2 separate regions of the Sus scrofa genome follow, and region 1 is linked to region 2. Evidence: chromatin contacts called from public HiChIP or PLAC-seq data. All regions are on one chromosome and are shown on one strand. The core of a region is the stretch at or near the end of the contact, and the rest is flanking DNA. Distances in the headings are between cores, read along the strand shown.

The links. HiChIP or PLAC-seq counts read pairs in DNA pulled down with a chosen protein or histone mark.
Region 1: an H3K27ac HiChIP or PLAC-seq map of skeletal muscle shows a contact between it and region 2. The contact joins the promoter of SH3BP5 here to the enhancer-like site in region 2. A contact is called at or near these places in 1 of 5 promoter capture datasets (fetal skeletal muscle), 14 of 47 Hi-C or Micro-C datasets (blood, embryonic fibroblasts, epiblast stem cells and 9 more) and 2 of 2 datasets of contacts at active chromatin or transcription factors (alveolar macrophages and skeletal muscle).

Annotation. Positions count from the first base shown.
Region 1 is chr13:2,582,636-2,588,953 of Sscrofa11.1, forward strand. It overlaps SH3BP5 (SH3 domain-binding protein 5), which reads right to left and starts at 2,966. Exons shown (of 9, transcript XM_003132063.5): 1 at 2,673-2,966; 2 at 962-1,024. The coding sequence starts at 2,813.
Region 2 is chr13:2,545,334-2,551,283 of Sscrofa11.1, forward strand. The region is part of intron 3 of SH3BP5 (SH3 domain-binding protein 5); the gene reads right to left. Among named protein-coding and RNA genes, the nearest start is that of SH3BP5, 37 kb to the right of the region's middle. Within about 2 kb of position 3,453, at least 46 of the 83 cell types and tissues checked have an H3K27ac peak or open chromatin away from gene starts, as enhancers often do. A contact at or near this core is called in alveolar macrophages, embryonic fibroblasts, fetal liver and 5 more, where this site is marked.

The DNA.
Region 1 (6,318 bases), core at 1,716-4,215, 37 kb after region 2:
TGCTGCTGAAAACGATGGGGACAAACTAGGACCTGTGAAGAATGTTCATCTCTTTACACTCAGGTTGGAAGATACTCATGAAATTCAAATTGAGGTCCTGTCTCCCAAGATTTTTCTGAGCAGGAAAGCCCTTCCCAGTCTGAACAGCTTTTCATGGAGTTCCCATCGTGGCTCAGAGGTTAACGAATCGAACTAGGAACCATGAGGTTGTGGGTTTGATCCCTGGCCTTGCTCAGTGGGTTAAGGGTCTGGCGTGGCCGTGAGCTGTGGTGTAGGTTGCAGACATGGCTCGGATCCTGCGTTGCTGTGGCTCTGGCGTAGGCTGGCAGCTACAGCTCCAATTCGACCCCTAGCCTGGGAACCTCCATATGCCGCGGGAGCGGCCCAAGAAATGGCAAAAAGACAATAAATAAATAAAAACAGCCTTTCATTACCATTGAGATGATTATATTCCACGCACAAGCAGTCGATAAATAAAGGGGTAGAAGCGGGGTAGGGGTGTGGGGGGAGGGAAGGGTTCTCAGCCCAGAAAGTCAATAAAGATCTAAATCTTCCTAAGGAAACACACACTATTTCCAAGCACCAATGTAAGGAGCTCCCTTAAAATGCTTAAGAGATTTGTGTGACCTCATTCACTCCTGTCCATTGAAGTACACAGCCAATTTCCCCTTCAGTCCTTTTAACTTTTCCACAGACACATTAACTTCAGGGCTTAAGTCTGTGTAAAGCCCTTGCTTTTGGCCCCATGGAGGTTCCATGATTAAAAAAATATATATGAAATTGGATCCACATGTGTTCCACCCACAAGCTGGACTCAGTGGTGTATTTATTCTGTCAGACGCAGGCTGTTGCTCAACTGCGAAAGTGAATGCCAGCAACCACCTCTTAAAACAAAATGAACCAGCCTGGTGTCAGAGAGACAACGCCACTTCCCCAAAAACAAGCACCCAGCTTTCTGTACCTCAAGTTCAGTCTCCCGTCTGTTGATATCATCCGTGGATTGATTTAACTTCTCCAGTTCTCCCTGATGAAGAAAAGGGAGAGAAAAAGCTTTCAGGGATTGTCTTTTGTTCTGGTATGACTCTGCCCCCCTCCCAACCTGCAAAATTACTCCAGCATCATTTGCAGGAAGAGGAACCAGTCAGTATTAATTTTCAAGGAAAACAGTTGAGCCTTGGCTAAAGAACAAATGAAATGTCAGCATTTCTGAAACCTTTATCTGGGTGGTAGCCCTTCTGAAAATGACTAAGGTCCGAGGAATTTTCTTTTCTTAGAAGGTCAAATATTTTATTCCAGGTATGTGCCTTCAGGTAAACTCACCTGTTACAATGATTTAAGGGCTGAATCCAAACAATAACCCTCTGCTTTAGAGCAAAAACTTGCAGGAAAAAGAAAAAAAAAAAAAAAAAACCCAAACCAGTAAGAGCAAGCAAACAAAACCATGCCAAAAGTAAAAACCCAGTGAAATGATTTATATCAAGGCAGAATTCTGGCACTTACTCATCCATGGTTGAGTATTTTTCTTTAGAGACGAAAATCTTTTCAAACTGCCAATTATTCAACCTTCCTAGCTGTTTACAAAACAAACTAAAACTAACATAAACATTGATCTTTAAATAACATTTACAAACTGACATTTTGTTTAAAAAAAAAAAAAGTGCCCAGTATGAAGTTAACTCATTTTACTCTGCAAACAAAGGATCTTGTCAACAGAATTCCCCTACCCAGAAAACAAAATTTAGTAGTTCAAACTGATTTTATTTAGAATTCCTAATGTAAAGATTTTTCCACCTGATCTTTGTCTTGCTAACCTGCCGTAACAATTCATTTAAACGCCAACAGCTGAGTTAAATGAGCTTTTAATTGATCTGCGCACTGAAAAACCAATTAGGTCTTCAGAAATCGCATCGCGTGCTGCAAAACAATATTTATTTTAAAAAATGATTTATGGAAAGAGTCTTGGAACGGAATATGCTGTGCTTTTTCCCCAGAGGGTGAAGAGGTTAAGCTGTCGCTGCTAGATCTCGGCTTGGAAACTGTCTTTTAATCATCTCCCAGAGAAATGGAGGCAAGGAAGCCAGGCCAATCCCCTCGCCTTCTCGCCACGTTAGCTTTGCGCTGTTAGCCCCCAATTTCTGTTCACTGCCGACCTCAAAAGGAGGAAACGCTGGGTTTTAAACCATTTGAGGCCAAGCGGAGGGCTGAGCCGTGGTGACAATAAACCCTTCGTCCTGCTAACAACGAATCAAAGCAAGAGGGAGAAGGCTCAGGCAGGCTCAGGCCGGGCACCTCCGCCAGGTGAGTGCTCCGAACCCCAAGCATGAGAGGCCACCCTGCTGCAGGGGCGGCGACGCCCACCGCCCCCGGCCCGCGCCCACGCGGCCCTCGGGCTCCGGGAGCCCGGCGTGGCGCCCCCGCCCCCTTTTCTCTTTGTTGCACACCCTCCCGAGCCGCCGGACACGCTGCGGCGACCCCACGGATCCTGCGGGGTAATCCCCGCGATAGAGTCAGGCCGCGTCCACGCGGGCACCGCAGCCTCCCAGGAACCGGGTGAAGCCGGGTACTCTGACTGTCTCCTCCAGCCCCGGACCTACGCGGCCACCTCTCCCGGGTGCAAGCACCGGGGACCGCGAGGCGGGCTCAGTGCCATTGCCGGGATCCACGCGCCCTACCTGTATCCGGGGGTCCACTTCTTCCTCCTCCTCCAGCCCTGGCTCCATCCCCTCCTCCTCCTCCTCCTCCTCCGAGTCCCGGGCTGGCGGCGGGAGCTCGGCCGCCTCCTCCGGCCGGCTCCGCTTCGGCGCCGCGTCCATGCGGGTGGCCGGAGAGCGAAGCGAACGGCGGACTTCGGAGCGCAGGAGTGGCGTTCGCAGGCTGGGCCGGGGCCGTCTGGCCACCGCCCGGTGCGCTCTGGAAGCGCCGCTTGCTGCCGCGGGTCCCCGGCCCCGAGCAGGAGGAAGTGGGCGCGGCCGCCCCCTGTCCGCCGCGGCAGTAAGCGCAGCGCCGCCCGCTCCGCCCCAGGCCGGCCCGCCCGCCCTGCGCGGCCCCAGCTATGGCCCCGGCACCCGGGCTCCGTCACAAAACCTCACTCCCGGAAAACCTTAGGGTCGTGAAATGGAGGAGCCCTCACCCCTTTTAACTTAGCAGCCCGGAGAGATCACAAGCTCCCCAACGTCAGCCGCCTGGTGACAAGAGTGCTTTTCTCCCTCCCTCCTCTGCCCAGGCAAACTAACTGCTTGGAAGGGAAGTTAGGGGTATTGCCACTGTCTGAAGTCACCTTTAGAAGCTGGTATTCAGTGACCCGGGACCAGTTTCAAGACTCACTCAAACTCCTGTATACACTGGAAGCGCTTTGCCCCCGTGGGTGACCTTGGGAATTGAATCCACCTGAAGATTTCCCCAGAACAGGGAACTACAACATATACTCACATAAACACAAAAGGATAAAGAGAGGAGCCAGCTGCAGCTCCATGCGTGGATTCTTGGTCCAAAGGCTGTGGCCCCCACTGGGCCAAGCTACGTGCTTTTCGATGGGTTAGGTGATCCTCCCTGAATAGCCAGGACGCATGGAAAATCCACAGATCAGTGGGTGGGTACAGCCTTCTCAAGAAGATGTGAGTGTGTGGAGTTCCCATTGTGGCTCAGTGGGTTAAGGACCTGACAGTGTCACTGTGAGGAGATAGTTTCAATCCCTGGCCTCGATCAATGAGTATGGTTCCAGCCTTGCTGCAGGCAACCATAGGTTGCAGATGCATCTCGGCTCCCACCTTGCCTGTGGCTGGTGGTGTTAGGGACCTAGCTGCAGTGCTGATTCAACCCCTAGCCCAGGAACTTCCATATACTCCAGGGGTAGCGGGAAAAAGAAAAAGAAAAAAAGATGTGAGTGTAACCCCTGTTAATGGACACACTCTGTCCAAGGATTTATGAGCTAGTAAGTTTTCCTGCCCACCCAAACAGGTAGGGAGCCAGAACTTACTTGCCTGGCAAACTCAACATCACAAAAAGCCAAAGAATAAGGGTATATCTGTGCTTTTATGAAATGTCAGATCCACTGTGATGTCAGGGGAGCAGAAAGTCAGATGACTTTAGTGAAGCAGGCAAGGACATTGCCACTGGCCATTGCTAATGTCTCCTTCACTACAAAATTGCAGGGTGTACACACTTCCTACATGGAGGCTCGTGGCCCATGGGCTCTGTGAGTTTGAAGGGAAGACTTGCTTGAGAAAGGAGCTTCTTTCTGAGAGCCTGTCATTAAAGCCAAGCTTGGAAAAACCTGCTTATAATGGTTTTCTGAAAGGCTTAGTTGGAGGGGGGTGTTTACTCTTTGGGCAGGCTTCCACCCTACACACTCAGACACTGTGGTCCACTGTCAAAGAACCTTTGTTGTCTCCTGGAAGTAGAGCCTTGGGTTTGTTTCTAAACAGGTCACACCTGTTCATTGTTCTTTAAATCAAGGAAGCGTCAGCAATTCTTTGAGAGATGTTCTCAAGCTCCTTGCTAAACACATGGTTGCATTTCGTTTTCCAGTGGTAGGTGAAGTCAGGATCAAGACGGCCATTAAGAGTAACTGTTGTGGCTCAGCGGGTTACAAACCCAACTAGTATCCATGAGGATACGGGTTTGATCCCTGGCCTCACTCAGTGGGTTAAGGATCTAGCATTGCCATGAGCTGTGGTGTAGTTCGCAGACGCAGCTTGGATCCAGCATTGCTGTGGCTGTGGTATAGGTCAGCAGGTGCAGCTCTGATTTTTCCTGTAGTCTGGAAACTTCCGTATGCCTCAGATGTGGCCCTAAAAAACAAAACAACAACAACAACAACAAAAGAGTCACTTTAGGACACAAGAGCCACCAGTGTTTCCTTGGTGGCTCAGGATTGAGCCTATAACTGAGCAGTTTCATCCTGATTGTGAACAAACTGAGACAGAGGTTGAAAACAAGGAAAGTGAGGTCAGCCCTGGTTCTAAATGCTTCTCAACTCAAACAACAGCCTCCAAAATACATTTCTATTTAAGCTTGGATCTAAGAGCAATAGGGTGGCTCAAAATGCCTCTATGGGACATAGGGAAACTGCTCTAGAACCTCAGTTTAGACTTTGGTTGTGGATGTTGTTGTTGCTCTTTTAGAAGACCTGGACCAGCCATAGCATGAATCCCAAATAGTGTTCTGAAGCTAAAATAAGGAAAATAAACCACTGCGGTACGATGTATTTCATTACATACATATGCACATCGCTGTATAGGAAAAAGGTTTAAAAGGAAGGATTCATACCCAACAAAGGATGGCTAGCCCTGGAAAAGGGAGGGAGGGGCCAAGATTGGCTAGGATTGGGGGGTGGTCAAAGGGAACTTTTAATCGCTCGATATTTTCTTTTCTTTTCTTTTTCTTTTTTTTTGTCTTTTTAGGACCTCACCTGCAGCATATAGAAATTCCCAGGCTAGGGGTTGAATTGGAGCTGCAGCAGCTGGCCTACACCACAGCCACAGCAATACCAGATCCAAGCCAAATCTGTGACCTATGCCACAGCTTGTGGCAATGCCAGATCCTTAACCCATTGAGCGAAGCCAGGGGTCAAACCTGCATCCTCATGGGTACTAGTCAGGTTCTTAACCTACTGAGCCACAATGGGAACACCTCAATCATGTTTTCATTTTTTACAAAGAGGGTAGGTATATTTATGATTATTTGTATATTTCTAAAATAAATTTAAAACAATGCATAATGTATTCATTTTCTACTGCTGTGTCACAAACTACCACAAATTTAGTGGCTTAAAACAACACTCATTTATTGCCTCATAGTTCTGTAGGCCTGACGTTCGGACCTGGTGTGACTCTCTTCTCTGCTCAAGGTCTCCCAGACTGATTGCAGACATCAACCAGCCTATATTCCTTTCTGAAGGCTCTGAGGAGAAAATCGTTCCAAGCTCATTCAGGTTCTTGGCTGAATTCACTTCCTTGTGGTTGTAGGACTGAAGTCTTCATTTCCTTGCTAACTACCAGCCAAGGACCAACCTCAGCTGCTGGAAACTGCCTGCATTCCTGACCACTTGGCCCCTCCAACTTCAAAGCCAGCAGTAGAGATTTCCTGTGTGTCGAGTCCCTCTGATACTTCAATCTCCTCTTCAGGAAGACCCCAGTCCCTTTGAAGGATTTGCTTGATTAGGTGGGGTCCACCCAGAATAGTCTCCCATTTTTCAAGGAGAGGGTTTTGCCATATTTACCACCTAGTCACTGCCGTGACTGACCTGTCATATTCACAGGTTCCCAGCATTGTACGGGAATACGTACAGTAGGGGGCAGGAAATGGGGTAATCCTAAA
Region 2 (5,950 bases), core at 2,203-4,702:
CGCCCGAGAGTCACCACCAATCGAGACGGCGTAGTGGTCCACACGCAGCAACACGCGTGATCATACTAAGCGAAGTCAGCCAGACAGAGAAAGACAAACACCATGTGAATTTCATTTTAAAAACGACATTGAAGAACTTATTTACAAACAGAAATAGGCTCACGGATTTCAGAATCAAATCTATGGTAACCAAAGGGGAAAGAAGGGGGAGAGATAAATGAGGAGTTTGGGATTAACATATACATACTACTATATACATGTGTGTGTGTGTGTGTGTATAAAAAATAAACAACAAGGACCTATGTATAGCACAGGGAATCTATATTCGATATCTTGTAATAGCCTATAATGGAAAAGAATCTGAAAAAAGAATACATATATATATGTATTAGCTGATTCACTTCGCGGTACAGCAGAAACTAACAACACTATAAATCAACTAAACTTCAATTTAAAAACAAAAAGCATAGCGAGCAACAGCATGTGAGGCTGAAAGCTAGGGAACTTTTCAGTTACATCCCCAGGATGAAGAAAACATTCCTCCTTTCTTGGCTAATGTTTTATTGTCAAGAAACACTGTGTAGAGTTAATTGTGTGTATGAAATATAGATTAAAGAAGGTGTCTTGAAAGAGAAACACACATGGAACAAGACTATGAATGGATTGGTTGATGAAATGGTGACCAGAGGCTCTCGGGAAGGACCCTCTGTTTCCCTGGGAGCAAGGCCTCACTCCATTTCTCAAATGGGGGTGGGGGGGATGGCACCCCCCCCACACACATACACCACAGGCATCAATGCAGATCAGTAATAAAAATTCTACTTTTGGGAGTTCCCGTCGTGGCGCAGTGGTTAACGAATCCGACTAGGAACCATGAGGTTGCGGGTTCGGTCCCTGCCCTTGCTCAGTGGGTTAACGATCCGGCGTTGCCGTGAGCTGTGGTGTAGGTTGCAGACGCGGCTCGGATCCCGCGTTGCTGTGGCTCTGGCGTAGGCTGGTGGCTACAGCTCCGATTCAACCCCTAGCCTGGGAACCTCCATATGCCGCGGGAGCGGCCCAAGAAATAGCAACAACAACAACAACAAAAGACAAAAAAAAAAAAAAAAAAAAAAAAAAAATCCTACTTTTGCCCAAAATACGCCATCCCACACAACTTTTATAAGACTGCTAAAGGCAGAGTTCCCTAGTGGTCTAGCAGTTAAAGGACCTGGTATTATCACTGTTGTGGCAAAGTGTGATCCCTGGTCCGGGAACTTCTGCATGCTGTGGGTGCAGCCATTAAAAAAAAAAAAGACTGCTAAGAGGGAAATGTCAGCTCTACAGGACAGAGCCTTTGTTCTGTTCTTGACAAGTGGCCCAACTGTACCCAACATGTAGAGGGAACCCTGTAAATACTTGCTTAATGAAAGAAAACAATGAACTAGAAGAAAAACAAATAGCTGGACAAGTAAAGCGTATAACCCAGACATGACATACCCTTGAGTGTGCATCCCAGCTCTGCAGAGCCTGGGCCTCCTATTCTCCACAGATATTCTGCAAACAAAATCGAAGTCCAGATTTCCCAACAGAGACCACAGCCCTCTGTTCCTCCTGTAATTAACATAAGGATGTGATGCACGTGACCTGCCTCATTTCATTGGAAACCTGATTTCCCATGCATTCAAGGTCTGCACCACTCATCTACTCAGGCGTGGAGGGCTTTCCATCATCACAAGCTCAGTCAGCTACCCTCTCATCATCATTTTCAATCTTCTGCCACATTTTATCTTCACAAGCATCTCATTCCGTTCCCATCCTGCCTGGGGTCACCCTTCTGTCTCCACATCTTCCAGCCGAAGAAGACTGCTTCTTCTGCTACCTTCTATCTATAGAGTATGTTTTGCAGTTGTGGTTGTGGTGTTTTGTTTTGTTTTAATGTAGCAGACTGACTTTAGAGATACAGTATTTGATACAAAATTACATCTGGAGGAGTTTTCGCCGTGGCGCGGTGGTTAACGAATCCGACTAGGAAACATGAGGTTGCGGGTTCGGTCCCTGCCCTTGCTCAGTGGGTTAACGATCCGGTGTTGCCGTGAGCTGTGGTGTGGGTTGCAGACGCAGCTCGGATCCCACGTTGCTGTGGCTCTGGCGTAGGCCGGTGGCTACAGCTCCGATTCAACCCCTAGCCTGGGAACCTCCATATGCCGCGGGAGCGGCCCAAGAAATAGCAAAAAGACAAAAAAAAAAAAAAAAAAAAAAAACACATCTGGAATAAAAACTCATACTGTTTTTCATTCATCCAAATGCTTTACACCTACTAACTTAATCACGCTGGTGAATTGCAAAAACAAAACAAAACAAAAAAAAAAACAACCAAAAAATGGCTATAATTCTTTGCAAGTACTTTGCAGGTAGAGTTTATTTTTTCCCCACTTCTTGCATTTGGACTAGCTATGTGACTTCCTCCGCCCAACAGGAGACATTAACAAATGTGATACAAGCAGAGGCTTGTAAAGGGCCTGCCCTTTTTGTTCGCAGAATCCGAGCACCAAGGGAAGAAGCCCAAGCTAGCCTGTTGGATGAGATGCATGTGGTCTAGCCACCCCTGAAGCCTCAGCTGACAATCCACCAACTGCTTGACAGATAAAGCCATCCCAGCTCAGCCGGCCCCCAGCCAATCTACCAACTGACTGTATATTCATGAAATCAGCCAAACCCGAGATCAGAAAACCTGCCCAGCAAAGTCACAAGCAAAATGAATATCTCAACCACTGTGTTTGATTTGTTTCACAACAAAAGCTACCTGATGTACAACTCCATTTTACAGATGAAGAAAATGAGGCACAGAAATTAAGGAACCTACCGAGGTCCCATAGCTATTCAGTGGTAAAGCTGGGATCCAGAGCCAGGCTGTCAGGCTCAGAGGCTGAGCTTTATCAGCTGTCCTACAGCTAAGTCACTCTAAGTTTCAAACACTTCCTCACTCACGTCCCCAAAGGAGGTTAAAGGACATGAACTTACTTGGTCCCATAAACACAAAACGGACAGTGGACAGCCCTGAATAACCCTCACTATTTTGCATTTATGCTGGCCTTCGGGGTTGCAAAGTCTTCTGACATATTCCAACCATTTAAAAATAACAAGGTGTTGCCCAAATGTCCACCAATGGATGAATGAATACACAAAATGTGGTCAGATCCTAAGTTGCTGCTGCTGTGGCGTAGGTCAGCAGCTATAGCTCGATTTGACCACTAGCCTGGGAACTTCCATATGCCATGGATGCAGCCCTAAAAAGTAAAAGTTAAAATGGTAAATCCTATATTAAATACAGTTCACCACAGAGGAAAACATTCTCAAGGGCTGGGACCAGCAATGATAAAATGACAGGCCCAGAGCCACTCTTAGACCGGTTAGAACCCAGGGAGCAGAGTAAGCAAGAAACTCTCTGCCAGTTAATTTTCCTGAGTCACAAGGGTTCCGCCCCCCTCGTCAGAATGTCCCCAGCCACACACTGAAGGCCAGATGGGCTGGCAGATACGTCAAAGCCACCTTAAAAACAAGCTCTGGCTCACAGACAAAAACCTCAAATAAATCAAAGCCAGTTTCCTGCTCCCACCCCAGCCTAGAGTAAAAAAAAAAAAAAAAAAAAAAAAAAAGTTTTCTGCCTCCTCTTGGAAGAATTTGGACAGGGTTTTCAAGATCACAGGACCTAATCTGACTCATGACTCATGGTACGAAAATGAATTGACATCAGGAACAAGAAAGTCAGTGCAAATTTCTGATGAGCAGACATAATTTCTACTTGCCCCAGTGATTGCATATCTTTGTAAACTCTTCACAGAAAACCAAACTGTAGAAGTCCTTCTCTTTGTAAGTATCTATTGTTCCACTGAGACAGACATTATAAAACCACCACTATGGTATAATCTCTTATTTAAAAAAAAGAGAGATACATCAAATATTAAGATGGCATAGGGACTTATTTTCTTTTTTGTGTGTATTTACTGAATTTTCTACTTTTTTTTTTTTTTTTTTTTTTGGCTGTGCCTGAAGCATGTGGAAGTTCCTGGGCGAGGAATCAAACCCGCACCACAGCAGCAACTCAAGCCGCTGCACTGACAACACCGGATCCTTAACCCACTGTGCCATAAGAAAACTCCTCTACAATTTTTTTTTTAAAATGAAGCCAAAACTTAAGGTTATGTAGGAATTCTGTCATCAAACATTATCTTATTAAGTCATAAGAACACCTTGTGACTGTAATGGTTTATGACCATGTCTGTTTCACTGTTTTCAGGTCACTGCCTTCACAGAAATGAGGATGCTGAGGCTATGCGTGTGTATGTAGGGCCTCACATACACACTTGGGGAAGATACTTCAAAGGCATCTCTCAGAGACCATCCCTGCTACACACAGTCAGGAGGTGTTGTAAATATAAAAAGGAAGGGGTGGGAATAAGACCAGAGGAAGAAAACAGGAAACCCCAACTGGCAGCAGCTTCACCACTAGGAAGGTCAGAGGACACTGATGCACAGAAAGAACTTAGCCGCCTAGCCCAGCCCAGAAGGCCCTCCATCCTCAGAAATGAAAAGCGACATCCACTCCCAGACTCAGCCTTTGAGCATCCTTCCAGTTCCTCGGCCAGAGACCAGCAAGGTCCCTTGGGGCTGAGGGAAGGGGTCACTCTGAGCCTTCTTCCTGCCCACCTGCAAGGAGGCAGTTTAAGGGGAGGGTTTGCAGTCATAAAGCCAAGCAGAATTCCCTCGATACTCAGCGTGGGCTCTGCCAGCTGATGGAGAGTCACTCAGCCCCAGGGTCTGGGTAATTATCTCATGAGACCTGATGACTCAGAGGCTAGTCCAAGGGACTCAGTAATTGTCGCAACCCTTGTCCTTGCTGGCCAAGAGAAGAGAGGAAGGAGAAAAGCCACAATTCTCTGCAGCCCAGAGTGGGACCCTCCCAATCCAGTTCCCTCCGACCTCTTTTTCCATCAAAGACAACTGGGGAGTGGTATGAAATCTATTTGAGATGTGTCACAGCCAACTGGGGACCCACCCGCCAAATTAGATTTGAATGAACTCAACCCAGACAAAGCTGGATCTGCTGGTCACACTCCTAATTCCTCTGCTCACCTAGCCATGAACAGGAAAAAACCCGTGAGTAAAGCAGCAACAGAGACAGAAGGCTCAAAACACCAAGGGTGGGCCAGGAGGAACATCTGGTCAACCTCATCATTCACACATCGGTTCGTTTGTTCATTTGCTCCGGACCCGAACAGTTTTGGTAAGCTGGTATTGCAAACATGGCAATGATCCGCACAGACCAAATCCCCTGTTTAGGAACTTGTGGACTTTCATGACTGTAAACAAGTGAACAATAACAACAGATTGGGGCATGATAATTGCTACGGAGACAAGCCAAACCAGGAGCAAGGGCTGGGATGGTGGAGATGGTGGGCTGGCAGTTGTGACTTAACTCTTAGCCCAGGAAAGCCTGGTTGATAAAAGTGACATCTGAGCAGAAAACCAAAAAAGATGGAGTGGACCACAGATCCTGCATTTAAGACAATGGCAGAGGGACCACAAGTTCAAAGACGCCATGGCGGGAATGCATCTGACCAGCTCAGCTAAAGAGGGACACTGCCCATCAGCTGGACCTGGCCACCTGAGGAGCCAACCTCTAGAGGTCCCTGAACACCAACGTCCCTTTAGCCAGCTCCAGGTAAGGAAGCCATTGCCTCAGCTCCAAGGGGAAGCTCACACACACCACTCTTCAGTCTTCCATGGCATAAGCAGAGGGATATTTTGAAATCGATATCTGTGGCCTCAAAAGAATTAACGGATCACAAACTTAAGTGATGAAGAATTTCAGAAGGTGAGATTTCATGACCTCCGCAGCACTGACCCAATGTTTACATTAAATTATCAGAACTTTCTGGAGTTCCCTGGTGGCCTAGGGGTTAAGGACTCT